Linked DNA regions of Mus musculus: regions 1 and 3 are each linked to region 2. Evidence: chromatin contacts called from public HiChIP or PLAC-seq data. All regions are on one chromosome and are shown on one strand. The core of a region is the stretch at or near the end of the contact, and the rest is flanking DNA. Distances in the headings are between cores, read along the strand shown.

What was found. HiChIP or PLAC-seq counts read pairs in DNA pulled down with a chosen protein or histone mark.
Region 1: a contact with region 2 is called in an H3K4me3 HiChIP or PLAC-seq map of bone marrow-derived macrophages, with 4 times the contacts expected there. The contact joins the enhancer-like site here to the promoter of Ptpmt1 in region 2. A contact is called at or near these places in 10 of 39 promoter capture datasets (the C10 cell line, the HPC-7 cell line, Sertoli cells and 5 more), 1 of 15 datasets of contacts at CTCF or cohesin (CD8 T cells), 18 of 484 Hi-C or Micro-C datasets (the AML12 cell line, CD4 T cells, the G1E-ER4 cell line and 14 more), 12 of 115 datasets of contacts at active chromatin or transcription factors (the SCID.adh cell line, bone marrow-derived macrophages, embryonic forebrain and 7 more) and 4 of 9 other capture datasets (adipose tissue, liver, macrophages and 1 more).
Region 3: a contact with region 2 is called in an H3K4me3 HiChIP or PLAC-seq map of embryonic stem cells, with 16 read pairs. The contact joins the enhancer-like site here to the promoter of Ptpmt1 in region 2. A contact is called at or near these places in 1 of 39 promoter capture datasets (the HPC-7 cell line), 3 of 115 datasets of contacts at active chromatin or transcription factors (the SCID.adh cell line and embryonic stem cells) and 3 of 9 other capture datasets (adipose tissue, liver and pancreatic islet).

The regions. Positions count from the first base shown.
Region 1 is chr2:90,988,969-90,993,053 of GRCm38.p6, reverse strand. All of the region lies in intron 1 of Celf1 (CUGBP, Elav-like family member 1), which reads right to left. Among named protein-coding and RNA genes, the nearest start is that of Gm13777, 40 kb to the left of the region's middle. Within about 2 kb of position 2,668, at least 7 of the 459 cell types and tissues checked have an H3K27ac peak or open chromatin away from gene starts, as enhancers often do. A contact at or near this core is called in bone marrow-derived macrophages, where this site is marked.
Region 2 is chr2:90,916,738-90,920,480 of GRCm38.p6, reverse strand. It overlaps Ptpmt1 (protein tyrosine phosphatase, mitochondrial 1), which reads left to right and starts at 2,431. Exons shown (of 5, transcript NM_025576.2): 1 at 2,431-2,769; 2 at 2,772-2,871; 3 at 2,972-3,052. The coding sequence starts at 2,495.
Region 3 is chr2:90,821,872-90,825,713 of GRCm38.p6, reverse strand. It overlaps a transcript of Agbl2 not described here. Among named protein-coding and RNA genes, the nearest start is that of Mtch2, 23 kb to the left of the region's middle. Within about 2 kb of position 2,408, at least 15 of the 459 cell types and tissues checked have an H3K27ac peak or open chromatin away from gene starts, as enhancers often do. A contact at or near this core is called in embryonic stem cells, where this site is marked.

The DNA.
Region 1 (4,085 bases), core at 1,419-3,918, 72 kb before region 2:
GGTATGGTTCCGACAGACAGACAGACAGACAGACAGACAGACAGGAGGAGGAGGAGGAAGAGGAGGAAGAGGGAGAGGAAGAGAGGAAGGGGGGAGACATGGGAAAAGGGGGGAAAGGGGAAAGGGAGAGGAAAAAGTTAAGTTTCCCTGTAGGTTAATACCTCCAGGTAGAATATTCATCTAGCATGCTATAAACCAGGATTCAATCCCTAGCATGACTGAAAAAGAAGAAAAGGCCCAGTAAGCAATGTGCGTGTTGTGTGGGCATGGAAACCTGAGTTCAGATTCCCATACTCATTTAAAGAGATGGGTTTTGGGGAGCACTCTGTGACCCAGCACTGGGGAGCAGACAGACAGATCTCACTGGTCAGTCACTCTAGCTCAAACACTGAGCTTCAGAATCAGCAAAAGAGAGGAAGACATCTTGGCATCAATCTCTGGCCTCTACATGCACCCAAACAGTATGCACAGCCAAATACAACCCTGTGCTCACACACATACATACAGCCCTCAATAACTGTCAAAAGTTTTCATTATTTTGTCACTCACCTGTCATTAGTAGTTGATTTCCTCTTTGCTCATTATACAAATAGAAAAATTTCCAGTTACCCACCCATTTACCTTTTTAGCAAATATAAATTCACATAAAGTTAGCTACCTCCCAGTTTCAACAAGTCCCTAGCATATACTGTGCTATGGAAAGGAAGGTAGAAAGAGAATTCATGTAAATTTAAAGGGCTCAGAAAAAGGAGTCTGTGTTGCTGACCAGGTATTTTTCTTGTGAGAACAAGACAGAAAATGTATATGATGTATGGAAATAATTTTAGTTTGGATAAAGGGAGACCTGTCACTAGATACTAAATATAATTTAGAAGCAGACCTCTTCTTCCCTCAAGTTTGGAGAAAATGTCAAGGTTTTGATTTTGTAAGATCTCCCTCTAGCTGCCACCCTCAAAAACAAAACAAAAACAAAAACAAACAAACAAACAAACACGTTCTTACTATGGTGTCAGAATACCAACACCACCATCATATGGTTCTATGAAAGACTGAGCAACAATCTGCCTCAGAAAGTAATACTAAACAAGTGAAAACACTACACTCAACAAATTATTTAGCAAATATAAAAATTCTGTGTTACTTGGTATGGTGGCTAAGCATACCTTCAATTCCAGCACTATCAAAGCAGGAGGCAGACCTCTGTGAGTTCCAGGCCAGTATCTACCTTATGAGATACTGTCTCAAAACAAAACAAAACCAAAAACAAAACAGAAGATGTGGCTAATGACATGGCTTGATTTGGAAAAGGGGCATAGGCCAAGGATTTGAGATGAACTAGGAGAAATGATACATGGCATATAGGACTGAACACCTAAGAGCCATGAAGGACAGAGAAAAGAATAGCGAACTTTAGAAAGAAAGAAAATGCACATGGGAGTTAGAGAACAGAAATTAATAGACCAGCCAGGCGTGGTGGCGCATGCCTTTAGTCCCAGCACTCGGGAGGCAGAGACAGGCGGATTTCTGAGTTCGAAGCCAGCTTGGTCTACAAAGTGAGTTCCAGGACAGCCAGGACTACAGAGAAACCCTGTCTGGGGGGGGGGGAGAGTTAATAGACCAGAAGGAAGTGAAATGATTAGGAACCAAGATAGATAAAGAGGTAACTTTGACAGACTCAGAAGATGAATTTTCTGTGATACACAAAGAGCTTGGTGTTTATTTCAATCTAAGAAATCCTTTGTCTTCCCTTCCTTTTGCTTTTAAGACAGAGTTACACATATATAGGCAGGCCTTGGACTCCCTATGTTGCTGAGAATTATTCTGAACTCCCATTTCTCTCTCTAGTCTTTAGCTTCCAACTGCTAGGATTACAGATATGTACGACCATTCTCTGCTATCCTAAGTCTTAATTAAGAATTAAGAAAATGATCAGACTTTTCTTTTAAAAAAAAGTCCTTGGCAAGCCAGCTGAAACTGTGCACAACTGTAACCCCAGGACCTGGCAAGTCAAGGTGAGTGCATCATGAGCTTAAGACCAACCTGGGCTTAAGCTGACAGTCTCAAAAATAGAAACAAAATGAGCCAGGCACGGCAGTGCAAGCCTTTAATGACAGCACTCCTGAGGCAGAGGCAGGCAGGCAGGCAGGTAGGTACATATGAGTTCAAGGCTAGCCGTGTCTACATAGTGAATTTCAGGACAACCTGGGCTACAAAGTGGGCCTTGCACACCCCACTTCCAAATGTGTGCACGCATACATATATCAAAAGAAAAATCCTGGGAATAATTTAGAAGAAATAAATTAGGGTGGAGAGAGACTATGGAAACCAGGGGGAATCTCTATAAAGGTGCTGCCATTCTCACCTTTACATCATGATTCAGTAGGACGAGGAGCTTTAGGAACTCTGGGTGAGGGAAAAAAATGGAGTCATGGATTCTAATGTACACAATTTGGGAAATTGTTTTTCTGTAAGGAAGACATCAAACAAAGATATCTAATAGACAGGTTTAGAATCAAGTTAGGGGACTGAGGGCAGTTAAAGAATGTAGAGAGTCCTGAGAAACATAGAAGCTAAGAAAAGAGATTAATCAGTGAGAGAGCCAGAGGCTCAGGGCTCTTTGAACTCCGTTTCTTGAAGTGTAAGCAAATGAAAAGAGCTACCGGGAGATTTCACCATGACCAAAGGGAAGAAGCAGAGAGACATGAGCAGAACAGGAAACAGGGTATCTGGCCTCCCTGAGGCTTTTGGGACTCTTTCATCACTTCTGTGTTGCTAAAAAAAATTTTGTTTTTGAAAAATGATATACTGATCAATCACATTCCTAGACAAAATAATTTTAGTCACACACCCTTCTTTATAAGTTCCATTCTATCATATGTACCATTCATATGGGAGTGGGATCTAGTGACATGAAGTATATGCTACTCACTGATACCTGATCTAACCACCCCCTCCAAAAAAGAGTGTTGTGTTCAAGATTGACATCATTTGTCTTCAGCAAGCAAGTCCTGACCTCTCTCAACTGAGCTCCTCGTCTGTAGAATAGGGGCAAAAACCAAAGCAGTTAGCCTTATAAAGCTTTGCTGAAGACAGACCACAAAAACAGATGCAAATAATTTTGGATATTAGACATGACAACCTCTGGCTAATTCAAAATACCCACAGTAAATCCATTTATTTCAAACTTCAATGTACATTTAAAAACTACACATTATACTTAAAATACAGTCTTGAACCTTACTTTAACATAAAAATTAACCCGGATTTTAAAATTCCCAGTGATGTCCATGCAATGGTTCTGTCACAGATGTCATAGATAGAATCGTGGGTTAGTTTAACATCTTAGACAACTAAAGGAACTGGGCTGAGGTTGGTAGCTCAATAGGTAGAGTGCTTGGAAACCCCAAGTTTGAATCCCAGCATAAATTTTATATAAGCTGGAAGTAGAAGCAAATGACAGTCACATCGATTTAAGAGGCCAGCCTGGGATACATGAGACCCTTTATGTAGAAAGTAGAGAAGGAAAAAAAGGGGAGGGAGGAGAGGCCGTCTGGCTGGAGTGACCTCAGAACGTTTGTCTGCTCAGTGAGCTGATTTCTAGCACAAAAAGAAAAGGCCAAAGGAGGGAGGAGGAACACACTAGGAGGCTCAACAAAGGCAACAGCTACACAGAAGGAAACTGCTTAGAACACAAAGACAATCTGAGCCACAAACTCCAATCTTAGCCATCATATATTCTGAGATACAGGCACACTTCGTGTGCTAAATCTTGATAACACTGTAAATCATCCTTTTAACTATTGCTAAAAATATTTGGTAGCAAAGAACTGTCATTTTTAAAAAGCAAATTTAAATTACTATCTGGAGGACTACAGAGAAGGCATACAAACCATTTTAACAGAGTAATGTGGCTAACTTCAAAGCTCTCAAAACTATCTCACAAAACATTTGCTATTACTCACACCTGTCCTGTGTGATTTGAACAGAGAGGCCAAACTTTAAAGATTCCCACCTAGGGAACGTTCTCCCACTTAACACTCTTGGTTTTCAATAAAGGTGCATTTACTTGATGTTTCAGGGTATTT
Region 2 (3,743 bases), core at 1,182-3,681:
CTTTATTTACATGTGAATATGCATAGACTACATGTTAATTGGATCCATGTATATGCTCAGAACAGACACAACCACAGAAAGTAGGTTAGCGGTTGCCAGCTGTTGAAGGAATTAGGTATGATTACTAATGTGTATAAGAGTTCCTTTGATTAATCCCAGCACTCGGGAGGCAGAGGCAGGCAGATTTCTGAGTTCGAGGCCAGCCTGGTCTACAAAGTGAGTTCCAGGACAGCCAGGACTATACAGAGAAAACCTTGTCTCAAACAAAAACCAAAAAAAAAAAAAAAAAAAAAAAAAGAAAGAAAGAAAGAAAAGAAAAGAAAAAGAAAAAGAGTTCCTTTGAAGGTAAAAATGTCCAAAAATTGCATAATGCTGATGACACAACCCCAAGAGTATATTAATACTCACTGAATTGTATATATTAAAGGGTAAATCAGGGCTGACAGGAAGTCTCAGGGGGAACAAGGTGCTTGCTACCAACACTGACAACCTGAGTTCCATCCTTGGAACCCACATGGTAGAAGAGAACAGACTCCTTCAAGTTATGTTCTGCCAAGCATCCTCCCTGATCCAACACACAAAAATAAATTTAAAAGCAGGTGCACGTAGATCCTATGGGTTATGAACCATATCTCAGGATGGCACGAAAAAGGTGTTGCCACTGAAGAGAAGTCAGACACGGTGGTCCCAGCTCCAGGTGGTCCCAGCTCCGGTGGTCCCAGCTCCGGTGGTCCCAGCTCCGGTGGTCCCAGCTCCGGTGGTCCCAGCTCCAGGAGGGCTGACATAGAACAAGTGTCATGTGTTTCAGTCCAATTTACTAGAGAGATGGCTTAGCACTTAAGAGCACTTGCTGCTCTTGGAGAAAAGTGGGGTTTAGTTCCCAGCACCCACATGGAAGGCTACAATATCAGCAACTGATATTCTAGGGGATCCAATACCCTCTTTTGGCCCCCCTGTGCCACTCTCTCTCTCTCTCTCAAAAAAGATATAATAATACTATTGGATCATTTATTTTTTTGAGACAGACATCTGGCCTGGAACTCTCTATATAGACCAGACTGGTTTTTAACTCAGAGATCAACCTGCCTCTGCCTCCTGAGTGCTGGGATTAAGGGGTGTGTCACCATGATGGCAGACTCAATTCTTACTATACTTTCCAATCCCCACACTGAAAATGGCATGTCTGCTTCACTTATCGATTTAAAGTAAATGGGCTATTTTTCCTTACCTTTTTTTTTTTTTAAGATTTATTTATTTTATGTATGTGAGTACACTGTAGCTGTCAGACACACTAGAAGAGGGCATCAGATCCCATTACAGATGGATGTGAGCTACCATGTGGTTGTTAGGAATTGAACTCAGGACCTATGGAAGAACAGTTGGTGCTCTTACCCTCTGAGCCATCTCTCCAGCTCTACACGTTCCATTTTAAATTTAATACTTGTTAATTCTTTGAGGATCTCATACATGTATTAATGCACTTTGATAAAATTCATCCCCACCCTCCAAACTCCTCTCAACCTACTCTTTCCTTCTTGGGTATTATTACGAGTATTTCTTTGATAAGAATAAAATATATCTCTTTTTTAAAAGGAGGAAAAAGATGACAGACAGTGGTAGCACATGTCTTTAATCCCAGAACTCAGGAGGCAGGGACAGGTGAATCTCTGAGTTCAAGGGCTGCCTGGTCTACAAGAGAGTTCCAAGACAGCCAGGGCTACACAAAGAAACCCTATCTTGAAAAACGAACAAACAAATCACCCCAAATCAAAACCAAAAAGGAGGGGAAAAGCAGCAGATACAGGTTAAGAGTATTTTCTTGTGGCTGGAGAAATATTTAAGCAGTTAAGAGCACTGGCTACTCTTCCAGGGAACCCTGGTTTGATTTCCAGCATTCTCCAGCTTTCTCTCCGAGTCACGCTCCAGTCCCATGGGTTCCAACATCCTCTTTGGACTCCTTGGACTTTGCACCCAGGTGATGTCATACAGGCAGGCAAAGCACCCAACACACACACTTTTTTTTTTTTTTTTTTTTTTTTGAGACAGGGTTCCTTTGTGTGTCCTGGAGCTAGCTACATAGCCAGTAGAAGACATTTAGGGCTTCATAGTGTGACCTGGTTTTAAAAAAGGAGAGGGGGGGGGGCGGGGAAAGACAGAGAGACAGAGAGACAGACACAGACAGACAGACACAGGGCAGTAGACCACCACCTAGGTTCAAGTTCAGGTTCCCTGCTCCCCCAAGAGCAGCTGACAACCACCGCTTTTTTTACAGGCAGACTCGGCTTCTCCAGGGCCTTCCCTGTTTAGAGGAGCCTCTCTGCTGAGCCTCCTCCTTAGTGATGGGTGCACTCCGGGGTCACGGCCCCTCCCTAAGGTCAGGGGTTGGAGAGCCGGCCCTGCTCCTTAGGCAGGGTCACAGTTTCACCCGATCTTGCCATTCCACTCCCTCCACCCGACCCCTCGCCGCGCCTCGCGGCGCCTCTCCTTTGGAGCCATGGCTCCTGTTCCGGGATCCCTCGGGCAGGGCCGGGACTCCGGGGACTCAGCTTCGAAGAGTCGGGAGGCATCAGGTGGCCCTCAGCTCTCGTCCTCCGCGTCCTTCTCGCGGTGGCTGGTCGCGAGCCCCGGGGCCGGTGGCTGGCCGCTGCGCCTGGCGGGGTGGGGCGCCTCGCCACTGCGCCTGGCGGGGTGGGGCGGGATGGCGGCCTCCGCGTGGCTGGAGGCCGGCCTGGCCCGGGTGCTCTTCTACCCGACGCTGCTCTACACAGTGTCCGGGGGAGGGTGCGCGGCCCGGCGCACCGCGACTGGTACCACCGCATCGACCACACGGTTCTGCTGGGCGCGCTGCCGCTGAAGAACATGACGCGCCGGGTGAGAGACCGCCGGGCCGGGCCGGGCCGGGCCGGGAGCGGGCCCAGGGCCTCTGCGGGCGCCCCGCGGCCCTCGCTGAGCCTCCTCTTTGCCTCGGCAGCTGGTACTGGACGAGAACGTGCGCGGGGTGATCACTATGAACGAGGAGTACGAGACCCGATTCCTGTGCAACACCTCGAAGGTGAGGACCCGGGCCCTCTGGCCTGGCTGGCCCAGCACTCGGGCCTGGGAAAGCTGGAGAAGCTAGGGGAAGAGGAAGGACGCCGTGGGTGACCTTGTCTCCGAGACCAGTGTTGGAGACCTAGTTGCCTTCTCAAGTTCTGTGTATGTGGGTCAAGCTCAAATGGCTGCAGGTGGAAAGACGCTGAAGCTGATAAGCCAGAAAGAAGTCTTGCGAGTCTGGAGACTCAGGTGGCAGAGGCAGGATCTTTTGAGCCCAGGAGTTCAATGTGTCCTGGCCATTGTCTAAAAAGAGCGAGCTAACCCGCTGTGGGTGGCTCACTCCTGGAATTTCAGCCCCCTTAAGGCAAGAAGTTGTTCCAGGCCAGCTTGGTGTATTGTATGTAGTGAGCTCTGGGTCAGTCAGGACACAGGACAAGGAAGTCCTGCTTCAAAATGGGGACGGGGGGTACAGTTCTTCATGCACAGAATTGTACATGTATATGCTACTTTTCCTTTGTTTGTTTATTTTGAGACAGGGGTCTTAAGTCCTGATCCGATTCTCCTGCCTCCACTTTCCAAGTACTGAGATTACAGGCATGTGCTAATACACCCATTTTGTATTTGTGATTTTGGTCACTAACCTCAGTAACTAAAATTGTGACTTGTGTGTGGTGGTTTGAATATGCTTGGCTCAGGGAGTGGAGCGAGAG
Region 3 (3,842 bases), core at 1,159-3,658, 95 kb after region 2:
AATCAGCCCGAGTCCAAGTAGTCCCGACAAGCAGAGCTCAACTACGCAATGTAAGGTGGGCCAATGCATATGTGTTATTAGCAAAGAATCCTTCATCACGTGTCTTTTCACGTGCTTGCTTTAGCAGAACGTCCTCTTTTCTGTGTCTGCTTCAGTGAAACGTTCCTTCACAAGTCTGCCTTAGTCTTTCACCTGTGTCCACTTCAGGAAAACACTCCTTCATGTGTTTGCCTTAGCCAAACACCTTCCAACACAACTGACTCTCCAAAGAACCCTTCAGTTTTCACTTCACTCATGCTTTAATGATAATAAGCACTTTACTAAGCCATCTCCCCACTAAAGGACTTGAGCACATTTGGATTCTGCCATTCACAGGGGTTTCTAAAATCAATCACCCATAGGTACTGAGAATGAATGCAGAGAAATCAGGTCACTGGTACTTTCAATTCCAACACATTCTCAAAGTGTGGTTTTTCGCCCCCCTCCATACTTTTTTTTACTTCCAAAGTAAATATCCTGGTCTTATTATCAACTCATCTATTTATTTGTTCAGTTATATAACAATAATCTAGTCATATTGAAGGACCCCCGGAGGGAGACCCTTACTTAAGCCTCGGGAAGGCGCACACCCAGTGAGACGCTGAGACCAAACTTGTTGTAACCACACAAGGTTTTAATGGCACACAAACAACGAAGGAGTGCTCAAACCAGCATACTGGGGTCAAGACTCATGCAGGGGGCAGAGGAGTTCGACCCCAGCCTGAACTTTTTACAGGCTTATAAAGGCAAAAATCATAAACCAAAAGGGAGGAGTAGAAAGAATTGGCGTGGTTACACATGATTGGCTTATTCAAACATCAGCGGGGAGATTATAAGTTAACATGGTAGTATGTGCCAGCTAAGGCGTAGGGAGGCACAAGGGCCTGGGACTTATCGAGGTCAGCAGGACACCTGGTTAATGTATGATTTATGGTGGGCTAGAGGGAGACGCCGCCCGGGAGGTGCTATCCTGCCAGATGGCCATTTAGTTGGCTTTGATGGCCCTGGTCAGTTCCTGCATTCTTTTCTTTATCTTTTATGGCCGGACGTTCCCAGCTACAGGGTGGGTCTGGCTGTGCCTGGACCCGCCTGGGTCTATTATTCATAACATTTAGCCCTGAATTTCTTGAACTTAGATACTACAATACTATAAGACCTAAAATTATAAATTTTTACTCTTCAATATAATTTAATAAAGTAAAATACTTTTTTATTCTGTTTTACTCTAGACAGGTTTCTCTGTGTAGTCTTGGCTTTCCTGGAATGCCCTCTGTAGACCAGGCTGGCCTTGAACTCAGAAATACAACTGCTTCTGCCTCCCAAGTGCTGGGACTAAAGGTGTGAGCCAGCACACCTGGCTAAAATGTTTCTCAACCATTTCACCATCATGAAACACAAACTTAACAAAGAAAGTTTAGAATTTGTCTGAATCTTCCTCCTACTCTGGTCACCCAGCACTGCTGAGGAAGATGGCGTCCTATTGGGGGTAGGAGGCTTGAAGCAAAGTGGGAGATGTGAAAGCTGAGGGTGCTGGAGCACCCGGAAGCAGAGGGTACGTTTCAGAGCAGCAAGCAATGCATCTGTAGTGGCCCGAAGGCGTGTTTTCCTGCAGCCTTCTTGGCAGGATAGGATAGGCACAGAGAAGACAGATGGCTGGGATGGATGGCTGAGCCAAAGTTGGGGAACTACCAGATGGAGGTGGTAGGAAGACAGAGGGCAAGGATGCTGGAGTGCTGGCAAGAGAGTGATTGACGTCAAGGCCATGGAGTTCAGCAGGATGGAGCAGAAAGGGGAGTGACTAGGGCTTGGGCGGGCTTGCTGAAGTGACCTCTGACTGATGGATACAATGCTCTAGGGATAGTCAGTTTGGGTGGTCATGAAGTGAGATAGGTTATGCTAAACCTGGTTGAACGGATCTGTACTCAAAGCAAACAAAGAGACCTGGCTACAACCAAGGACTGAAAAGACTGACCAGGGAAACCTTTGTGGCCTAGGCTGCAGAAGGACACTTTCTATAGCACCCTTGTGCAATATATAACTAACAGCAAAGAGCAGTGATCAAATGAGTGAGGTTTCACTGAGACCAAGGGACTCTCAGCAAAGTTCCACCTGCAGTCTCTTCACTTTAAAGATCTATTTTTTTATTTTCATTTTGTGTCTGTGTGGTTTGCATGTATGTATGTATGTATGTATGTATGTATGTATGTATGTATACATGTGTACAGATCCTAAAGATTTGAAATTACAGCTAATTGTGAGCTACCACATAGGTGCAGGGAATTGAGCCACAGTCCTCTGTGCTCTAATTCACTGAGTCATCTCTCCAGCCCCTGTAGTAACTTCACTTTAAATCTCAGGAAGACAGCCCAACCCAGTGGCACAGACCTGCAATCCCAGAAATCAAGAGATGGAGACAGAAGAATCAGGAGTTCAAGGTCAGCCTAGGCCTTTTTTCAAGCAAATGAACAATAACAAAAGGGAGCCGGAGATATACCTTAGTTGCTGTGGTGGTTTGAATGAGAATGACCTCTGTGGGCTCATAGATTTGAATGTCTGATGGAGAGGGTAATGAAAAAATAGGAGATACGCCTTTGTTGGAGGATGTGTGTCACTTGAGGTGAGCTTTGGGGTTTCAAAATCCCACACCAGGCCCAGTCTTCATTTCTTTCTCCCTCAGGCTTGTGGATTCAATGAAAGCTTTCAACTACTGCACCAGTGTAATGCTTGCCTGCCTGCTGCCATGCTGGTCATAGACTAACCCTCTGAAACTGTAAGCGAGCCCCAAGTAAATCCTTTCTTTTCTTTTATTTATTTATTTATTTATTTATTTATTTATTTATTTATTATATGTAAGTACACTGTAGCTGTCCTCAGACACTCCAGAAGAGGGAGTCAGACCTCGTTAGGGATGGTTGTGAGCCACCATGTGGTTGCTGGGATTTGAACTCCTGACCTTTGGAAGAGCAGTCGGGTGCTCTTACCCACTGAGCCATCTCACCAGCCCCAATCCTTTCTTTTCTAAGCTGCTTTCATCATGGAACAGTAATTAAAACAGTTGAGTAGGTGTCCTTTGCCTAGCATGCATGAGGCCTAAACTCAATCTCTAGCATCAGATAAACCCTGCTTGGTGATACATGCCTATAATCCCAGCAGAAGAGGCAGGAGGGTCAGAAGTTCAAGGATGGAATAGAGAGATGGCTTTGCTGTTGAGTGCTTGCTTTGAGATCATAAGGACCAGAGTTCAGATCCCAGGACCGGCAACAAACCAGATATTCTGTACACACCTGTAATTCCAGACCAGCAAAGGGTAGAGAGATGACATTTGATAGGGCAAGCAGAGAAAATGTGAGCCTCACATTCAAGGAGAAGCCCTTCCTCAAAAGAATAGGTTAGATGCTGGTCATGGCAACGTACCTCTAGCCACAGCTCCTGGAAGCCCTACACTGGCACTCTCTCTGAGTTCAAGGCCAGCTTAGTCTATGTGTGAGTTTCAAGCCAGAGAAGTATATAATGAGATCCTGTCTCCAACAAACAAACAAAAAAGCAAAATAAAACAAACAAAAACAGCCGGGCAGTGGTGGCACACGCCTTTAGTCCCAGCACTTGGGAGGCAGAGGCAGGCGGATTTCTGAGTTCGAGGCCAGCCTGGTCTACAGAGTGAGTTCCAGGACAGCCAGGGCTATACAGAGAAACCATGTCTCGAAAAACAAACAAACAAACAAACCAAACCAAACCCTCCAGGTTGGGAAGGGAGCTACCCAATTGCTCTGGGTCTTTACTTGCTATGCATTTGTTCTATGTGT